Regions from separate parts of the Mus musculus genome. Here all the other regions are linked to region 1. A link is a contact called in public Hi-C data. All regions are on one chromosome and are shown on one strand. Each heading gives the region's core, a stretch centred on a gene start, on an enhancer-like site or on the middle of the called end of the contact. The rest is flanking DNA. Distances are from core to core; before and after follow the strand shown.

Evidence for each region. Hi-C and Micro-C count contacts between places; a contact is called where the count stands out from the background.
Region 2: a Hi-C map of bone marrow-derived macrophages shows a contact between it and region 1, with 22 read pairs. The contact joins two enhancer-like sites. A contact is called at or near these places in 4 of 15 datasets of contacts at CTCF or cohesin (the NIH/3T3 cell line, large pre-B cells, pro-B cells and 1 more), 36 of 484 Hi-C or Micro-C datasets (the AML12 cell line, B cells, the C2C12 cell line and 19 more), 7 of 115 datasets of contacts at active chromatin or transcription factors (the HPC-7 cell line and embryonic stem cells) and 1 of 9 other capture datasets (embryonic stem cells).
Region 3: a Hi-C map of bone marrow-derived macrophages shows a contact between it and region 1, with 25 read pairs. The contact joins two enhancer-like sites. A contact is called at or near these places in 1 of 15 datasets of contacts at CTCF or cohesin (the NIH/3T3 cell line), 2 of 484 Hi-C or Micro-C datasets (bone marrow-derived dendritic cells and bone marrow-derived macrophages), 6 of 115 datasets of contacts at active chromatin or transcription factors (acute myeloid leukemia, embryonic stem cells and large pre-B cells) and 4 of 9 other capture datasets (adipose tissue, embryonic stem cells, liver and 1 more).

The regions. Positions count from the first base shown.
Region 1 is chr2:5,810,608-5,813,256 of GRCm38.p6, reverse strand. Cdc123 (cell division cycle 123) reads left to right here. Exons shown (of 13, transcript NM_133837.5): 7 at 2,413-2,461. Among named protein-coding and RNA genes, the nearest start is that of Gm29984, 14 kb to the left of the region's middle. Within about 2 kb of position 1,301, at least 21 of the 459 cell types and tissues checked have an H3K27ac peak or open chromatin away from gene starts, as enhancers often do. A contact at or near this core is called in bone marrow-derived macrophages, where this site is marked.
Region 2 is chr2:5,391,304-5,393,952 of GRCm38.p6, reverse strand. The region is part of intron 3 of Camk1d (calcium/calmodulin-dependent protein kinase ID); the gene reads left to right. Among named protein-coding and RNA genes, the nearest start is that of Gm36906, 78 kb to the right of the region's middle. Within about 2 kb of position 1,297, at least 12 of the 459 cell types and tissues checked have an H3K27ac peak or open chromatin away from gene starts, as enhancers often do. A contact at or near this core is called in bone marrow-derived macrophages, where this site is marked.
Region 3 is chr2:5,473,228-5,475,876 of GRCm38.p6, reverse strand. The region is part of intron 2 of Camk1d (calcium/calmodulin-dependent protein kinase ID); the gene reads left to right. Among named protein-coding and RNA genes, the nearest start is that of Gm36853, 7.8 kb to the left of the region's middle. Within about 2 kb of position 1,361, at least 2 of the 459 cell types and tissues checked have an H3K27ac peak or open chromatin away from gene starts, as enhancers often do. A contact at or near this core is called in bone marrow-derived macrophages, where this site is marked.

The sequences.
Region 1 (2,649 bases), core at 52-2,551:
AATGCTCCTTTCACCCTTGTTACCTCAGTAGTACATGGCACACGTAAACATTTGCTACTGTAAAAACAGAAAGGCCATTGGCAGCTTAATAAAGCACACTGTGTACCTTTCTTTTGAAACGTGTTGTAGATTATATCATTTGGTTCCCAGTTATTAGTGGTTCTAGAAGTCTGTGTTCTCTGGATTTCAGCTAGTCAAGTTGACCACAATTGTTACTGTTTGCAATGTGAAAACATAAATGATTGCAGAGTGCCAACGTGCCACAGAGTCAGGGAGGCCAAAGGCTTTTACACTGGGTTTGTGTTTGAATGGCTCGATGCTTCCCTTCCTCAAACTGGATCCAAGGCTTCATGCCTGCTGAGCATAAACCTCAATACCTCACTACCCACTACCTTCAAGACAGCCTTTAAAAGATTTCTCTGTGCCCGAGAAATCCTGTCTTTCATTGGTCAGCACATCTGTTAGCTGAATCCTTCTCCTGTGACAAAGCAAGAGGAGGAGGATCTAGTTCTGCTCACAGTTCAGGGGCCTTAACTGCAGTGGTGGCCTCGTGGCTCTGTGCCCACAGTGAGGCAGAGCAGTATGGCGGAGAGCTACCCGCCTCCTGGTGCCGGGGAAGCAGAGACTTGGTCTGACTTCATACACTCACCCCACTGCTGAGTTCCCGGGCTTACAGCTGGAGACACGTATTGAACACATGAACGTGTGAGGGCCATCTTACTTCCAACCGTAATAGCCACAAGGGGGGAAGTGCTCTTGTTTTCTTCATGCTCGGTTTTCACAATTGTATATTACATATTACGAGTGATGCACATGTACAACTACCTTTTTTTCCCACCAATTTTGTCAAGCTCCCTACAATAATGCATGTCAGTGGTAAATTAAAAGTAAAAATGAGCCAGGCGGTGGTGGCGCACTCCTTTAATCCCAGCACTTGGGAGGCAGAGGCAGGCAGATTTCTGAGTTCGAGGCCAGCCTGGTCTACAGAGTGAGTTCCAGGACAGCCAGGGCTACACAGAAAAATCCTGTCTTGAAAATCCAAAAAATAAAATAAAATAAAACAAATAAAGATGAGTAGCAGTAGAGGGACGGATCACCTGGGCTTTCCCCCTTGTCCTGGTTTGCTTTGTTTCTCTGTTGCTGTGATAAAATACAGACCCAAAGCAACTTGGGGAGGCAAAGGATTTATTTCGTCTTCCTGCTTAGAGTCATTATCAAGGGAAGCTAAGGCGGGAACTAAAGCAGAGGCCACGGGGCGGGGGGGTGGGGGGGGGCTGCTTACTGACTTGCTCCCCATGCCTTGCTTAGCTACTTCCTTAAACAAGGACAGCTTCCTTGCCCGGGATAGCGCTGCTCGCAGTGGACTGGACCCTCCCGTATCAATCATCAATTAAAAGAGAAAATGCCCCCACAGACCTGTGCACAGGCCAGTCTGATGGAGGTAGGCTCCCACTAAGCTCCCCCTTCTCAGGTGACTCTAGTTTGGGTGAAAGAGACACAAAGTAACCAGCGCTCGGTGTCCACAGCTTTCACCCATCTTCATTGCTGATGCACACCCATGCCTGCTAATCTCATGGGGTTCTTGTCTTCATATTCCTGTCCTGCTGTGGCATGTTTCCCTTTGCCTCAAAGTGGATCCCCTTTCTACTTCCTCCTCTCCCTCCCACACATGACAGCCAGCAAGTTGCTTCCTTGTTTGTTCCATCGGAGTATTTTATTCTCCCTGGTGTTCTGAAATGATCTGTGTACCTGCTAGCTTCCTCTGTCATGCCTCATAAAGCACTTTGGGGTCCTAGGTGATTTGTGGTCCTGGTGCCTAGTCCAGGGCTTGGCACAGATGGGCGTTTTGTAATACTCTATTTTATTGTTCATGAAACAGTCCTTAGAGGGGATGCTTAACGGAGGGTTGTATGGTTCTGTCCAAGGTCTTTTGCAATGACAGACATTGTGGCTTTCTGTGGCCAAGCTACTGTCCACAGAGCAGTCCTCAGTGTACTCCTCAGGGTTATCACTAAGGTGGATGGTGCTGCCATCCTACCTTCACTAAAGATGGAGCATAGCCATGTTGCGTGGCTCTCAGTGGCAGAGCTGATGTCATAGAACAGTATGCAGCCTGCTGACTCCGCAGCAGGACGGACACCGAGAGTGGACAGACTTACCGTCACTCAGAGCTGGTCAGCCTGAGTTGTGTATCGTCCTAGCTTATTTGCCAAGCTTGGACTTTTTTGAATTTTAGATTCTTTGCCCATTGACAGGAAAATGGAGGTTACTGGAGCTGCTTGTGCTGTGTTGAGGATTAAATGCGCCTGCGTAGTACTCAACAGCAAGCAATGCTTCATGGGATCAAAGCTCATATTGTTTATGAAGATGTCTGCATAAATTAACAAAAAAATTGCATTTTTCTCTCCAAAGGTTTATTCATTGCACTGATGACTCTCCAGACCCTTGTATAGAGTACGAGGTAAGCGGCTTGTTCGCCTTAGACCATTGAGAATCCCGGACAAAGGTCCTGGAAGTGTGCTGCTTATTTGTAAATGAAAAATTGTAGTCTAATTTCTCTGGGAACGTAAAACGGCTAAATTTTACATTTAAGAAATTTGTCGTACATATAGAAGAATATATATTATTTTTAGTTGGGGCATGGTGGAG
Region 2 (2,649 bases), core at 48-2,547, 420 kb after region 1:
TGTAGAGGCGAAAAGACTTCAAGCCCAGAACTAGTGCTGCTTTTATAGGCCTAGGAGGGGCGTGTCTCACACCCGGATTGGTTATGCACTAAGCCTCATTTGCATGTTCCTCATCTGATTGGCTACTCTCTCTCAGTACCTTACAGAACCTCATTATCATACCTCATTTGCATATCTCACATCTGATTGGTTATACTCTCAGTACCTTACAGAACCTCATTATCATGCCTGGGCCAGGCAGTGTCTTTGCAAAAAACTTTACTGCATATGTACACATTGGTTGTTTGTCCAATCTTATGCATGGTGGCCAGCAGTAGTCAGTGCCACTCAGCAACGGCACATGTGGCTTCCCACAATCTGTGACCCGCTCCACGGGAGGAATAGATACCTGCCACTGTAAACTTGGTCAGAACTTGCACCTACTTTCTTCCTTGGTCAGAGAAGTATCTTTAAGCAGAGGGTGATGGTTAATTCAGAGACTCATGTCCAGTCAAAGTGCTGATAATAAGTAACTGTTAATCCCTCAGCCCTAAATGGAACATCTGTAACTTCCCCTTCAAGACCCAGAGCACGTTATGGATGATGGCTAGCAAGATTATTAGGATTGCTGCCAAATGCCAACTTCTGGATATGGTGGGGCCATTGCACCCATGAAGACACAGCAGTGGACAAGACCTGAAAACACATAAAGGTGGGGGTTGGAGACTGGATTAGTAGTAGAGAGACTTTTGGGGAAGAAGGGAGTTATTGAAATTAGGGTTATGACAGGCTAATAGGGGGTGGATGGTATCAAGATGAATTGTATGTGTATAATACTGAAAGGTTTTCTTTTAATTGCAAGAGGGAAGGCAATCTGACTCATCTGTGGAACTCCTAGCATCAGTGAGAGGAGAGGCAAGTGTTAGGGCATCATGCAGAGCATACTTGTCCAGGTTTCATTTCTTCATGTACATCTGAAGGTGAATAATCTGTGTATCAAGACATGGACCATTAACAGCCAGAAGAACTGATGCTTGTTGTTGGGTGAAGAGAGACGTGTTGAATGGCATGAGGAAGCTGACACATTGTGACTAGTCTCCTCCAACAAGTCCCTTCAAGGCATTCCTATTCATCTTTCAATCTGACCAATGCTCCGGGGTAAGGAGACCTGGGGATGATATCTCAGAGACAACAACTGTTCACACATTTTCTCATTTCAACTCCAGCAAACAGGGTTTCGTTGGCACAAGCCAGTGGTTGTGATTTAGCATGGAAATAGGAGCCTTTCTGGCTATTTGGGTCTTCCAGGGTTGTTTTTGGTTTTGGTTTTGGTTTTGGTTTTGAGAAGGAAACCACTACAATGAGATGTTCCTTTTTTGTTAATGACCCTAAAAGAGTCAACAAAGGTTCGGATCCACGGCCTTTCATTTTCCCATACAAGAGGTTGCTCTAGGCAGGTCTGCTGAGATGTGTGTTATGTCCACTCTCACCCTTCAGGCTGTTGAGCCTGAGAATTAATTGGGAGCCAAAGACTTGCAGGAACCACGTGGGGAGTTCTGAAAAGCAGACCACAGGACACTTGGCTGCTGGTGCTGATTAATTCCCTCTATGGAGGCCTTTGACCAGGCTTATGAGGGATGTTAAGGAGTGGGCACAACTCAACAGGCTTGAAGCAAGAAGAAGATCTGGGTTCGAGGGCTGAGGATATACCTGAGTTGCTAGCGCACTTGCCTGGTATGCATGAAGCCCTGGGTTTGGTGCCCAGTACCACAGAAACTGGGCATGCTTTTAAACTATATTAACTATGTCTTGTTTCAAGGATACTCCCAAGTCACACAAATGCAAGGTCATTTTTAAAATATGTCTTACATACTTTCAGTATCAGAAGTGTACTCGGAATGGTGTCTGCTGCGCAGGCTTTCCAACTCTGTCCCAGAGTTACTGGTTCTAACAGAACGAAACACGAGGTCAGATGTGCATGTCTGATATCAATGATCTTCCACAGTGAGTTCGTTTCACCCTGTGTTTCCATTACGTCTCACTGTCGACTGATGGATACAGGAAGCACTTGAAAATTTCAAAGTAAAAATAAATGCTATTTTTTTTCTCTTTTGTCCACACATTCTAAGCACATTGAAAAGTGATTCTTAGAGCAGAACTTTTCAATGCTTGGTGTGTAGGCACACACCATGTGCTTTGTTTCCATATCTAATAAATGGTTCGTGAAGGATTTTAAATTAGCCTATAAACTGGAATTGATAGCATTTTAATGGCATAAAGGGAATCGTATAGTTAGAGAGAGAACTGACATGGTGTCCAGTGTGCTTTAATCTTTTAACAAATGATTGCTTTTATGTTTACTGCTGTTTTGTCTGCTTGTATGTCTGTGCACCATGAGTAGACCTCGTGTGCCCAGAGGTCAGAAGAAGCTGTCTGGTCCCTGGAGACTAGAGTTATGGATATTTGTGACCACCATGTGGCTGCTGGGAATGGAACCCAGAGTCTTTGGAAGAGCAGTCAGTGTTCTGAACTGCCGAGCCATCGCTCCAACCACACACAGTGTGTCGAGTTTAATTAAATCCAATTCTGCCAGAAAATTAAGGGAGACAGCCTTCCTCTCCAAATAAGCCTACAGAAACCACAGCCAGAACATGTTGGTAGTATCCTTTT
Region 3 (2,649 bases), core at 112-2,611, 340 kb after region 1:
CCATCCCATGGTTCCCCCAGTCATCCTTCAGGTAGCAGTTCAACGGGGACAACAAAGCACAAGGTACAAGGTCACTGGGTGTCACAGGGACCAAAGAGCTGCTGTTCCCACTTAGACAGTGCACGTGCCTTCTCTTCCATTAGACTGCCTGACTATACATGGACTGTGCGGCAGTACTCCAGGGTGTTCATACAACCTTTCCTTCCCACAAGCTGGATGTCACTATAGTTCTTGAGTTTCCACAGAGGCAAGTGTTGCACACCCACAGAGCTAGAGTGCAGTATGGTTTTCTTCCTATTGGTGTGTTAGCATTCACAATTCTCTGTTGCCAAGAGGTGAGTGTCAGTGACCACCAAGGCAAGTACTTCATCATCACGTTAACCAGCATCTTAATTTTTAAAAAAATGATTACATTTAATTTTTCTGGGAATGTATGCATTCTTAATTTGCTCTATCCATTTCATAGAACCCGGGATCCCTTGCCCAGGGAATGGCTCCGCTCACAAGTTAAATGGGTCTTTCCATGTTCATTAATCCAATCTAGATAATCCCCCATAGGCAAGCATAGATGCTAATATTTCCTAGATAAACCATAACAGATGTTTAGAGTCTTGCCCCTCAGTGGCGAGGGTTGAGGGGATTAGATCTCTGCAAGGCGACAACACTGTCCTATCTGGGCTTTTAAGGTAGTGATTGTGAGTAGGATCTGGCCACACTGGCAGCACAATCAGGAGAAGATCATCTTTCTCACTTCCTTGGCCATCATTTGTGTGCTCAGTCATTCATGTGGCAGGCGCCCTGATTGCACTGCTGTGCACTGTGACATAGGATCCCACTGGGAGCCAGGCAGACTGGTCTCCACATTGATAGGATTTCCATCAGAGGGTAAAGAGCCAATGCACATGGATAGTAAATGAAAAAAATGCAGTGGCAGATAAGCAGCCATGAAAGATAAGAGAGAGTATGGTATTGGGTGGGTAGGATAGAGGGGGAAGGTTTGAATGGCCATGGCTTATATATTGCGAGTCCAGAATACACCAGTTTCATGATGGGAATGGCTTGGGATTGGCTTGCAGAGGCCACTGAGAGCTGCCATGTCCTGGGACTTCAGCATGGCTAAAGCAGGAAGCTGGTCCCTTTTCTTTCTTTCTCAAGAAACCCAGTGCCCTGTAAGCTATTGGATTTAGTAAGTGATTTGATAACCCGAGTCAGTGTAAACACTTTAGACTTCATTAGCGGTAGTAGATCAGGTATGACTGTCTTAGTTACTGTTCTGTTGCTGTGAAGAGACCTAGACCAAAGCAACTTACAGAAAGAAGGGTTTCATTGCGAGCTGACTTACACTTTCAGAGAGGAAGTCCGTGATCATCGTGCCAGGGAGAGTGGTAGCGGGTAGGAAGTCATGGTGCTGGAGCAGAATCGAGAGGTCACATGATCTACAAGTTGCAGGGGCGGGGGGGGGGGGGGAAGAGAGGGAGAGAAGGAGAGGGGGGAGGGGAGAGAGGGGGAGGAGAGAGAAACAGAGTCAGGGAGAAACAGAGAGAGACACAAAAAGACACACACACACAGAGAAGGGGGGGTGAGATTGATCTTTGCATGGGCTTTTGAAACCTCCAAGCCCACGCCCAGTGACACACATCTCCCAACAAGAACACACTTCCTAATTCTTTCCAACCAAAATAGCCCACCAACTGGAAACAGAGCTTTCATGTATAGCCTTTATGGGCTATTCTCATTCAAACTACCACAGGCATACAGTTGTGTTTCTTTACCTGTTGTTTGCTGAATGTCCTCTGAGCCCATGGGACAGTGCAGTGGATCCTGAACTCAAGATACATGTTCTAGGACAGGTGGAAGGATGGACACGCCATTAAAAGAGAAGAGGACCCTGGGCCCTTTCCCAGGCTGGACCAAGGGCTCTCTGCTAGTCACAGCTTTCCTTCTGCATTTGCAAGAGTCAACAGACAATGAAAATGGGGCCTACATAGTTTACTTGGTAAAACTGATTTTATTTTTAGTGCTAAGCCTAAGTTGAGAATGAGAGCAATGAGCTGTAGAGTGAAGCGGGGCATTTTATCTCATAGCGATTAATCCTTTTCTTTTTTCCTGTCTGAAACACGTACTAACTGATAAAAGCCCAGACTTTCTTTTTGTACATTTAAATGATATTTCATAGAATATTTTATTAGTGACAGTTCACTACTTAAAATGCACATTTCAGTAATGAACTGCAATTCACTAGATGCCTAAGAGAACGGAGAAATCTAAACCTGGTTTGCTATGCAAGCTTCCCGTGCAGACAGGTTAACCGCTTTCCAAACCACCCTTGGGAATCTAACCTTTTGAGTGTGGTAAAAATGTATGTAATGTAATATTTCCTGTTAGCTGTGCTTGAGACTTTCCGTGACATTAAGCCACTGTTGAGTGACTCTCAACCCATTATCCATCCAGACAGATGTTTTTCTCTGTCATAGCCTTTGGAGTGTTTAACAGTTTCTTGTGCTAATGGATATGTCCCACTTTACTAGCTGTGACTGTCCTTGGTTTTATTTTATAAATGGTAGCTTGTTGAATTCCCATCAGAACTGTATAAGGGGACACACACACACTTATGATATAGATCTGTATATTAGTTAGAAGTGTGGGATT